Regions from separate parts of the Mus musculus genome. Here regions 1 and 3 are each linked to region 2. Evidence: chromatin contacts called from public Hi-C and HiChIP or PLAC-seq data. All regions are on one chromosome and are shown on one strand. Each heading gives the region's core, a stretch centred on a gene start, on an enhancer-like site or on the middle of the called end of the contact. The rest is flanking DNA. Distances are from core to core; before and after follow the strand shown. Region 1 overlaps Gm46301 (a long non-coding RNA gene). Region 2 overlaps 2610035D17Rik (RIKEN cDNA 2610035D17 gene). Region 3 holds the start of BC006965 (cDNA sequence BC006965).

Region 1 (2,744 bases), core at 231-2,730, 300 kb after region 2:
CTGAAAATGAAGTTGAAGGAACTGTTGCCCAGCTGGAGGGGGGCTGGAGCATTGAGTGAGCATGGTGGCCATGTTCATACTGAATGCCACTGGTCTAGGGTGCAGCTGGTGCACGGGACACGGGGTTCCTTTTATTTTTTTTTAAAGTACCTCATCTGTATCAGGCACTGTCTACTCCTCCACAGCAAGAATTCTGCAGGTAGGTTCTAGATCCATTTTACATTATCAAGAAACTGCTCCTGGACTCATCTTGGTCCCTAGGATGCTCCCAGGCCATAACGCCTGTGACAGAGGGTTGGAACCAGGACTCCATCACCCTCTGATTCCAAAGCTATTCTCTTTCTTCACTGCTCCTTGGGGGTGGGGGGGATTTTCCCTTTGTTTCTCTCTCCTCAGAGGTAGAGCCAGTGGTGAGGGCTGCCTTTGGGAAGGCCAACTGAGGCACCGACAGCCTGATTCCACCCCCAGCCACCCAACACCAGCCCTTCCCCTCCCCTGCCATTTTAACTTGTTTCCTTCAGAGAAAAACATGACTTTTCCCATTGATGGACCTCACAGGCCAACAATGCCTGCCCATTGCACCCCACCCCTCCAAATTAGACTTTAGTACTGACTGGACCTCCCCCACCCCCCCCACAGTCCCCACCCCACCTGCCCTGACCTTCCAACCGGGGAAGTCTCTGCATAACAATGTCTGGTCCTGGCTGCCCAGAGTTACCCTTTGGCTATTAGCACCTAATGAAAATGTAACTGTGTTTAACCCCCCACCGGCTTCCATAGGCCAGGAGCCCAAGTGGGTTTAAGTCCTTTGTATGATAAGCATCTTACTCTCCATGTGGATGGCCCACGGCTTTCTCCCTGGAGAGGACTCTGGGAGCTGTGTATGGCTAACTCAGCTGTCCAGGGGCACAATGGGGAATGTATCTTTTGTGGTATTAACGGCTTTGGGGAGGGGAGAAAGGAGGGTAGGGCTGGTGGGGAGGGGGTGCCCCTGAAGAGGAGGAGAACAATGTGTGAGAAGCTGAGGCTGTGGGTTTCCCACACGGACCGATATGTGCCCCCACCCCCCTCTGGGAGACACAGATCTGCAGCCACCAGCCCACAGCTGATCCCGCCTTGATTGGTTTTTTTTCCCCCCTTCATTGTGCTCTCAAGGGACGAAAATCCTTTTGTGGCGTGAAAGGAGAGGCGTTCCTGCCATCCCCTCCCTCGAACTGATTGGCTATGTCACAAGATGGCCAAATCCACGGGATTAATGTGCGGCTGGCCCGGGCTGGCTGCGGTGTGTGAGGACGGTCCATGTCTGAGTCCACCCCTGAGGGCCAAGCGTGTCTGCTACCCTGGGAGCAGGGGAGGGGGGTATGGAGGGGCAGGGCACTACTTTCTTCATATTTATTATTCTCTCCACCCCTCCAGCCCGGCAGGGATGTTTATTCATGGGCCACATCTGCTGGCTGGCAGGCGACATGTCTCTTGTTAGAAAGAATGCCTGGGAGTCCCCAAGGAGCCAGGAAAGCCGGGCACATTCCTTCAGGCTGGCCTTTACCCTTGCTCTAATGGTCCTGCAGCTTTCTCCACCCACCTGTAACCTTAGCCCTCTTCCCTGCCAGCCTCTAGCCCCTAAGGGGGGCACGCTACCCACCTGAAGATCCTGGGGTCTCCTTTCACCCACTCAGAGCTAGAAGATAACATTCCCGCCCCTGCCTCTGCCCCAGCTTCATATTTTTTATCCCTTCTACCTGAGCCAGCCTAACGCTTCTTGCTTCAGCACCTTCCCACGTAGCCTGCAAGAATAAATCCTACCCAGACTTGTAAAAAACGGCCTAGGCTTCCCCTCTGTCTCTCTTTGTGGGAAGAACACTTCTTTTTCCTGAAGGCTTATATGGGTTTGATATCTTACACAGCACACTGACCCAAATTTTACCTGAAGCCATGATGTTTTGAATCTATGTTATTCTTCTCTTCTTAACCTATAAAGTTCCAGAGTGGAGGGTGGGGGTGGGAAGGCTGGTGTGGTTCAACTATCTGTGGTTCAAGTTTGTCGACTGACCTGTCCCCTGTGCTAACTCTACCTGGGAGCCCTGGGGAGCCATGATCCTGCAGCTGGGGGGTGGGGGATCTGGGGTTTGGTGACAGAAATGAACACATGTAAGGACTGAAGCTTTCTGGTGGATCCCCATATTAAAGGGAGTCTCTTTGGGGTGCTGGGATCACTGCAAACCCACATGGCAAAGGTCTTTTGGGGGTGCTGGGGTCACTCTGGAAGGTGGGCAGCAACTCTTTCTTCCACTGGTAGAGTGACCCTAGGTTTATGGTCAGGCAGCTTCTCTTCACTATGGGTAACATCAGAAAGATGCTTAGACCCCGAGGAAGGACTGATACACCCATGCCTAAACATGGTGGGAGAAGGCACCACACTTTGAGTGTCTTCCAAGCCAATCTGTCTATAGGATCAGCTCCACGACAGTCAGGTTAATGGTGATAAAAATGATTGGCAGCTGGGAATGGTGTTATTGAGTTCTAATGTAATTCATGCAGACTGGGAAATAGCTTACTATGAGGAACAAGGCAAACGAGAGATACAAGGCATTGTACTTTCGTGGACACGCCAGGTCAACATTTTACATATTTTGTAGTATGTATGTGTGTTCATGTGCAAGCGTGTGTGTATGTGTGTGTGTGTGTTTGTGTGTGCATGCGTACATCTGTACATATGCATGTGGAGGTCTCTTAATTTTATCTGG
Region 2 (2,771 bases), core at 230-2,729:
GGTGTCATTGAATAACCTTGAGTCCTGGCAGCTCCAAGGGCGAGCTGGGCACGCTGGCCTGGAAGTCAATTGCAGAAGCCAGAGCAGGGAGGGGCCCATGCAGAAGGTGCTTCCGGGAGGGAGGCCTAAGATTGGTGTGGGAGTGAAGCTAGAAAGGGCAGGGTCCACCCTGAAGGCCTCAGCCCCTCACCTGCACAATCTCTCATGCCCAAACCTAGCTAGGCATTTCTAGCCAGCTCTGTCTGCAAAGATGCCCCTCCCTCTTGAAAAATGTGCACATCTCTGTCTGATAAAACCTTGTTCCCCCTGGAGGGAGAGAAAGGAGGGAGGGAGGGAGGGAGGGAGGGAGGGAGGGAGGATGGCGTCTGGAGGCAGGAAGCCAGTGTTGGAATCCAGGCCTGGCTTTGTCCCTCTCCAATGGGCAGCTAGGGGTAGGGTGTTTCATTTCTGGGTTCTGCCTTTCCTATAGAAAAAGATCATAAAAAGAACCCATCTCCTAAGGTTGTGGTGAAAGCTGAACAAGGTCCTGTGTGCAGTGGAGCCAGCACTAGGACAGAGATTGCATGTGCAGAGCCAGCACTAGGACAGAGGGCGCCCCACTGTTCTGTCCGCCTTTACACAGCACTGCCCCCTCTCATGTCTGCAACTCTATTTTCTGCTGGAAACGGTATCAGAATATATTAAGTAGAAAATTTCAGAAATAAAGAATTTGTAAATATTGAGTGATTTTTTTAACACCCCCCCCCCAGTGTATTGTTATAATTATTCTGGTTGTTTAATAGTTATTGATAATCTCTTAATTTGCTTTTCATACTAAATTCTATCATAGTTATAAATGTGCAGGAAAATAATATAATTAGGTCTTCAGATATACACTGGTCTGGAACACTCCTCTATTTGCAAAGTATGTGTTTTTATTTTTGTGTTTTGAGTCCTTCTTGGACTGTAATTTGACTCCAAGGACCAGATCTGTCCCAGGAGGCACTTGGAATTAAATGCTGAGTTCCAGAAGGGAGTGTTAAAGCCATGGCCTGTCAGGGCTGCAGGCGGCAACTCCCACTCGGAGGCTCCATTCCTTCCCACAGCCTGGACTCGCAGCTGCCTTGCTGTCTCTCTGTTGCCCCATCCCTGCATAATTCAGGCAGGCTGATAGGCCTGCTACTCAGGTGGTGCCCTCTCTGCCCCATAGCTCTTGAGAAACCTGTAGGCTCTGAGCACATTGCTAGAGGAGAGGGCGGTGCCTGGGTTATGACCTCTCTCAGAGTTGGAACAGGGTCTCCGAACATCCTCCAGGGCAGATTCCAGGTCAGCCCTGGAGGGTGTCGCATGCCTTGACAGATGGTGTCCGGCTGTAGGCTCCTGCCCCACGTCCTGGAATGAAGGCTTGGCAGCCCTGTTTTCTCCAGGGACAGTTGACACTGGGAACCCTGGACATTGTCCCTGAGCTCAGGGCATGCGTCTCGCGACCATTCGCAAACTGACCACTTGATGGCGCTGTGGCTCCACCGTGTGCCTGCTTTCTCCTCCGGGCCCCTGGCTGAGCTGCAGTGGTCATCCAGGCGCCCGACTGTGCCCTGGCTGCTGGTGGGGCGCAGCGCCTGACGCCTGCCCGTTCTGCTTGAGCACAAATGCAGAGCTCAGAGCTAGTTTCTCCTGCAGCGAAGGAAGTTTGGGGTGTTGGTATTGTGTTCTGTGCTGTGTGTTCCTGCAGCTTCCCCAGCAGCGGGTCAGACGCCCTAGTGTGCTAAAGAACGGTTTAGAGCCATCTGCATCCTGACCTGGTGGTGATCACTGTCTTTGGGGCAGAAGTGATAGCTAGTCTGAACTCTTGTCTAGAGTTTGTACTTAGGAGAGAAAGCTAGCTAAACACAGAATGGAAGAAGGGTAGGAAGAGGAGGAAGAAGAGGAAGAGGAGGAGGAGAAGGAGGAGAAGGGGGGGGCGGGGGAAGAAGAGGAGGAAGGAGGAGAGATTGGAAACTCTTTCCTAGATGAGCTTTGCAGTCATTCTGTGTCAAACCCTTCAAGGGGCGACCGAAAACAAAGAGCCTCCGTGAGTTTGCCTTAGAAATAGTTCTCTCCGAGGTCTATTCTGGTTGCACAAATGTGTACCCCTTCCACCCCTGAGCAGGGTCACTTCATTCATTCCGTTTTCAGTGCACACCCACTCACTGCGGAGCCAAGGGGTTTCCTCACAAGCTTGTTTGTAGATGTTGTTTTAAAAGCACGTCCTTCTTTGGGGTTTCTGTACGCAGAGGCAGGGGTTTGGGTCACCCGGGTCTCACTGAAGCTATGGTTTGGGGGGGGGGGAGGGGGGCGGGGGGCGTTTGGAAGAAGGTGATAAGATTGTCTCTTACAGGGAAAGCCAAATGAAGAGCTAAGCTCCTGATTGGAAGTGCTTTCCTTTTTGTAGCTCCATTTAAGACCAGGACTGTTCTCAGGAAAACAGAGTAGGTTCTGAGTTCAGGCCTCTCTTCTGGGGCTCCTCTCCCAGAAGCCCTCTGTCTCTGTGGAGGTCAGAGCCTTTCCCAGCTGCCTGGGCCAGTGACTGAGAGGCGAGTCCCAGGGGTCACTGCACCAGACCCTTGCCCCCCTGGAACAAATGCAGCCGGCTGGTGGGGGTGGGGGTGGGGGCTGGGGGCTGGGCTGCTCCTCCTAGATCTGCCTGCCCCTAGGGCCAGGCACAGTGTGGGGCCTGAGCTAGACTTGTCCAGAGGCAGGCAGGGCTAAGGGAGGTTGTGACCCCACCCCAGCTGGGGAGGGCAGTGGGAAAG
Region 3 (3,110 bases), core at 534-3,033, 450 kb after region 2:
TTGAGAGACTCCTCAAAATGTTTCCATCTGCTCCTGGGAGTGGGCGTGGCTTTTCCCAACTCATCTCCCTGGTTGTTTTTCTCTTTCTCCAGATCTGGGAGTTTTCAGTGTTGTGGGGGGAGGGGGGAGCGTGTCTATGTGTTACATGGTGAAGACTTGGAGACAGGGTTCTTGTCTCACCACCTTCTTGAAAAACAAACAAATAAGCGGTGACTCAGAGCAGTTTCCAGAATGCGTCGTCCTCGCTTTCTTTTTATGAGATGGTGGTAACACACACATGTGCGCCTTGCTTCTGCTTCCGCTGTTGCTGTCTCAGTCTGGCATTAACACCCAGTTCTCCATCGAAACATCCCTCCTCTCTTTCTGTGTTTGTGTTTTCGTGTGTGTGTGTGTGTGTGTGTGTGTGTGTGTGTGTGTGTGTGTGTTTTTAGGCCAGGGGTCAATGCTAGGTTTCTTCCTCCTCCTTCCTCTTTTATTTTTTTTGAGACAGGGTCACTTACCGAATCAGGCACTTGCTGATAGCCCTGGCAATCCTCCTGTCTCCAACCTCTCCCTACCAGATTACACATGCATTGCCCTACCCATTCTTTCCCCACAGAAAAGAGTCGATTTAAACGCCCTCCAGTGTGTAGAGAGGCTCCATGCAATCTCCTTTTTGGTATCAAATCTTATTCTTGGTGCTTTTATCTTCTTTCATGGGCAAGTACTCACTTTAGATCCCAAACAAACAAACAAACAAACAAACCAGCTAAAATTCTCACTGATTGTTAAGAGCGAATTGTGTGTTCTTCGGAGAGAGCGCCCTCATTTTGTAGGCTTCCCTCCACAGAGAAGGGAGCTGTCAAGCCATGGTGACAAGGAGACACCCCTGAGTGTATGACGAGATGTAGGACTGGGAGGCTATTGATCATTTCATCCAGATGTGGATACACATGGTGTGCATGGGCTTGCCTACATGGGGACCCATGCATGAAGAGTAAAAGTGTGTCATCACATCTTAGCAGGGATTGCTCAACACAAAGGCTTAGCAGTAGGCTCTGTCATCGTGCCTAATATCGCCTAGAATGACTTAGAAAACTTTAATTACACCAGGGTCTTATTTTCAGCTCTTGATAGCTTTTGAACTCTCAGGGTTGGGGGAAGGGTTATCCCCAGCCTGAGCTCTTTCTAAAGAGCCTTTGTCTCTGTGCCCAGGTATTAAGTTGGTGGTGCAACAATCACAGGTACCTTCGGTTCAATTTTCTCCACTCCACCCCCACTCTGTAAGCACCATCTTGGCCCTGAATGTGAGCCTGTGTTCTCCTGACCTACCATCCTGCACAGGGGGACCGAGGAAGAATGGGCCACAGGAATGTGCGCAGAACAGAGCCAAATTGTTCAAGCTGTGTGAAGAAGAAAGAAAAAAAAATAGTGAGAGAGGGGTGGGGAGGGAGAAGAAGAAAAGATTCCCTTGTCGGGTCAATTTCTCTGGAGATATTCGGAGGATAACACAGTAATTTTTAGGAAAGGGGGGTGGAGGGAGTAAAAGCGAGAGAGCCCAGTTTTATCGGCACAGTGGCGCACACAGAAAGGTGACATTTGAGAGAACAAAAGTGAGGTTGTTTAGCTTCATTTGCTGCTATGAATGAAGCCTAAGAAAAGGTGTCTCTGGGCCGCTCCTAACAGTCATCTTCATCACCCTTGCTCACCCTCTCTCTCTTTCTCAGTTCCCTTATGAAATAAGGGCACGCAGGTAATAAACAAAGCACTATAAAAGATCAGATCGTGGGATTCTGTAGGCTCATTCAATGTCTGGAGCACGCGTCGGCCACTCCACCTCGGGCGCTCTGAAGCCGGCCGCATGGAGACTGGGGGACGGTGGTAGGATGGTCCTAGACCCCTTCCCTCTGTTTCTGCAACCTTGGTGAATTGAAAAGGGATCAATATCCTTTATCAGCTCTACCATACCAGATGGCCAAGGGACAGTGGAAAAATGGCAGGGCAGACCCCCTTGGATTTGCCCACGTGGAGTTTGGATATTTACCTGGCTTCTTTGTCAAGTCTTGGGCCTGATGCAGGTGAGTAGGAGCCGAGGTTCAGAGGTAGTCTGACTATTGGATCTGATTCCACCCCCCAGCTTTGACAGAGGGTCCCCTGGTGGTCTTCATTTCATCTTTTTTTGCTTCGAGTCAGACTCTGGCCTGAAGCTCCTAGCTAACTGCCTATTGTGTAAGAAGCAGGCTGAGGTGGCAAAGGAGTTGTGCCTATGTGCAGGAATGAGGGACAAAGGACAAGTAGGTGGGTTCTATTTGCTTGAGGGGGGGTTACTTTGCAATAGATAGTTCTTCTCTCTGCAATGGATAGTTCTCTCTTCTGCCAAATGGAAAGCTCCTTGCCACTGTTCTTCCTGGCCTGACCCCCGCCTTCCCTCTGTAATTCTCTTGCTTTCAGTCTGTACGATTCCCCATCATCAACAGTGCACCCAGGGAGGAATGTGTAACACTGTTTGAGAAAGAGCCGGAGCTGAGCATGTAGCGGTGGGCGCTGGGAGTGGATTTGGTTTCCTGTGGCATGTGGGTAGGCAGTGTACTTACCTAGAAACTTCATCCACGTACTGGTGTGGCTGAGCTGGGCTCCTATAGGCCAGGCCTAGAACGATGAAATAGGGGACCCCAGAGTTTTGGGAATTCTTTGTAAGAGCCTCACTCTTCTTTGTTCTGCTCTTTGTTTGTTCTCTGGATTATAGTGAACACATCTGGATATGTAGCCTGGTGCTAGGCATAAATGAAGTCACCCTAGCTTTGCAGAGAGAAACACAGGACTTGTCCCTCTTCTGTATTTGGATAAGGATGCCTTCTCAATGTCACACAAATGCTTCAAAGATTTGCTTGCCTGGGTTGCTGCTAGAGAGTGAAATTATGTGAGAGCTTAGCTCTAGACATTCAGAGCAGAGCTCTCCTAGCAGCTATCCATCTTATTACCAATGTGTGAGAGGAGAAGGTTGTTCAATATGCATGGTCTATGAGACTAAGCCTTCTTACGTTTGCATGGCACATTTGTCTTAGGATTTTATGTCTTTCTCTGATCTGTTTATTAATTTGTATTTTGTGAGAATGATGTAAGTACAGTAT

Evidence for each region. A called contact is a pair of places that touch in the nucleus more often than the background predicts. HiChIP or PLAC-seq counts read pairs in DNA pulled down with a chosen protein or histone mark.
Region 1: an H3K4me3 HiChIP or PLAC-seq map of neural tube shows a contact between it and region 2, with 5 times the contacts expected there. The contact joins two enhancer-like sites. A contact is called at or near these places in 13 of 484 Hi-C or Micro-C datasets (bone marrow-derived macrophages, embryonic stem cells, ganglionic eminence and 4 more), 8 of 115 datasets of contacts at active chromatin or transcription factors (astrocytes, differentiating embryonic stem cells, embryonic basal ganglia and 5 more) and 1 of 9 other capture datasets (embryonic stem cells).
Region 3: a Hi-C map of cerebral cortex shows a contact between it and region 2, with 4 times the contacts expected there. The contact joins the promoter of BC006965 here to the enhancer-like site in region 2. A contact is called at or near these places in 8 of 484 Hi-C or Micro-C datasets (cerebral cortex, differentiating embryonic stem cells, embryonic stem cells and 2 more), 3 of 115 datasets of contacts at active chromatin or transcription factors (embryonic basal ganglia, embryonic midbrain and embryonic stem cells) and 1 of 9 other capture datasets (embryonic stem cells).

Annotation. Positions count from the first base shown.
Region 1 is chr11:112,868,852-112,871,595 of GRCm38.p6, reverse strand. The region is part of intron 3 of Gm46301 (a long non-coding RNA gene); the gene reads right to left. Among named protein-coding and RNA genes, the nearest start is that of Gm46301, 9.3 kb to the right of the region's middle. Within about 2 kb of position 1,480, at least 58 of the 459 cell types and tissues checked have an H3K27ac peak or open chromatin away from gene starts, as enhancers often do. A contact at or near this core is called in embryonic forebrain, ganglionic eminence, neural stem cells and 1 more, where this site is marked.
Region 2 is chr11:113,164,024-113,166,794 of GRCm38.p6, reverse strand. The region is part of intron 1 of 2610035D17Rik (RIKEN cDNA 2610035D17 gene); the gene reads left to right. All of the region lies in intron 1 of LOC115487747 (a long non-coding RNA gene), which reads left to right. Among named protein-coding and RNA genes, the nearest start is that of Gm39467, 31 kb to the right of the region's middle. Within about 2 kb of position 1,479, at least 86 of the 459 cell types and tissues checked have an H3K27ac peak or open chromatin away from gene starts, as enhancers often do. A contact at or near this core is called in cerebral cortex, embryonic forebrain, ganglionic eminence and 2 more, where this site is marked.
Region 3 is chr11:112,710,029-112,713,138 of GRCm38.p6, reverse strand. It overlaps BC006965 (cDNA sequence BC006965), which reads left to right and starts at 1,783. Exons shown (of 6, transcript NR_024085.1): 1 at 1,783-2,057. RefSeq lists an enhancer at 1,029-1,812.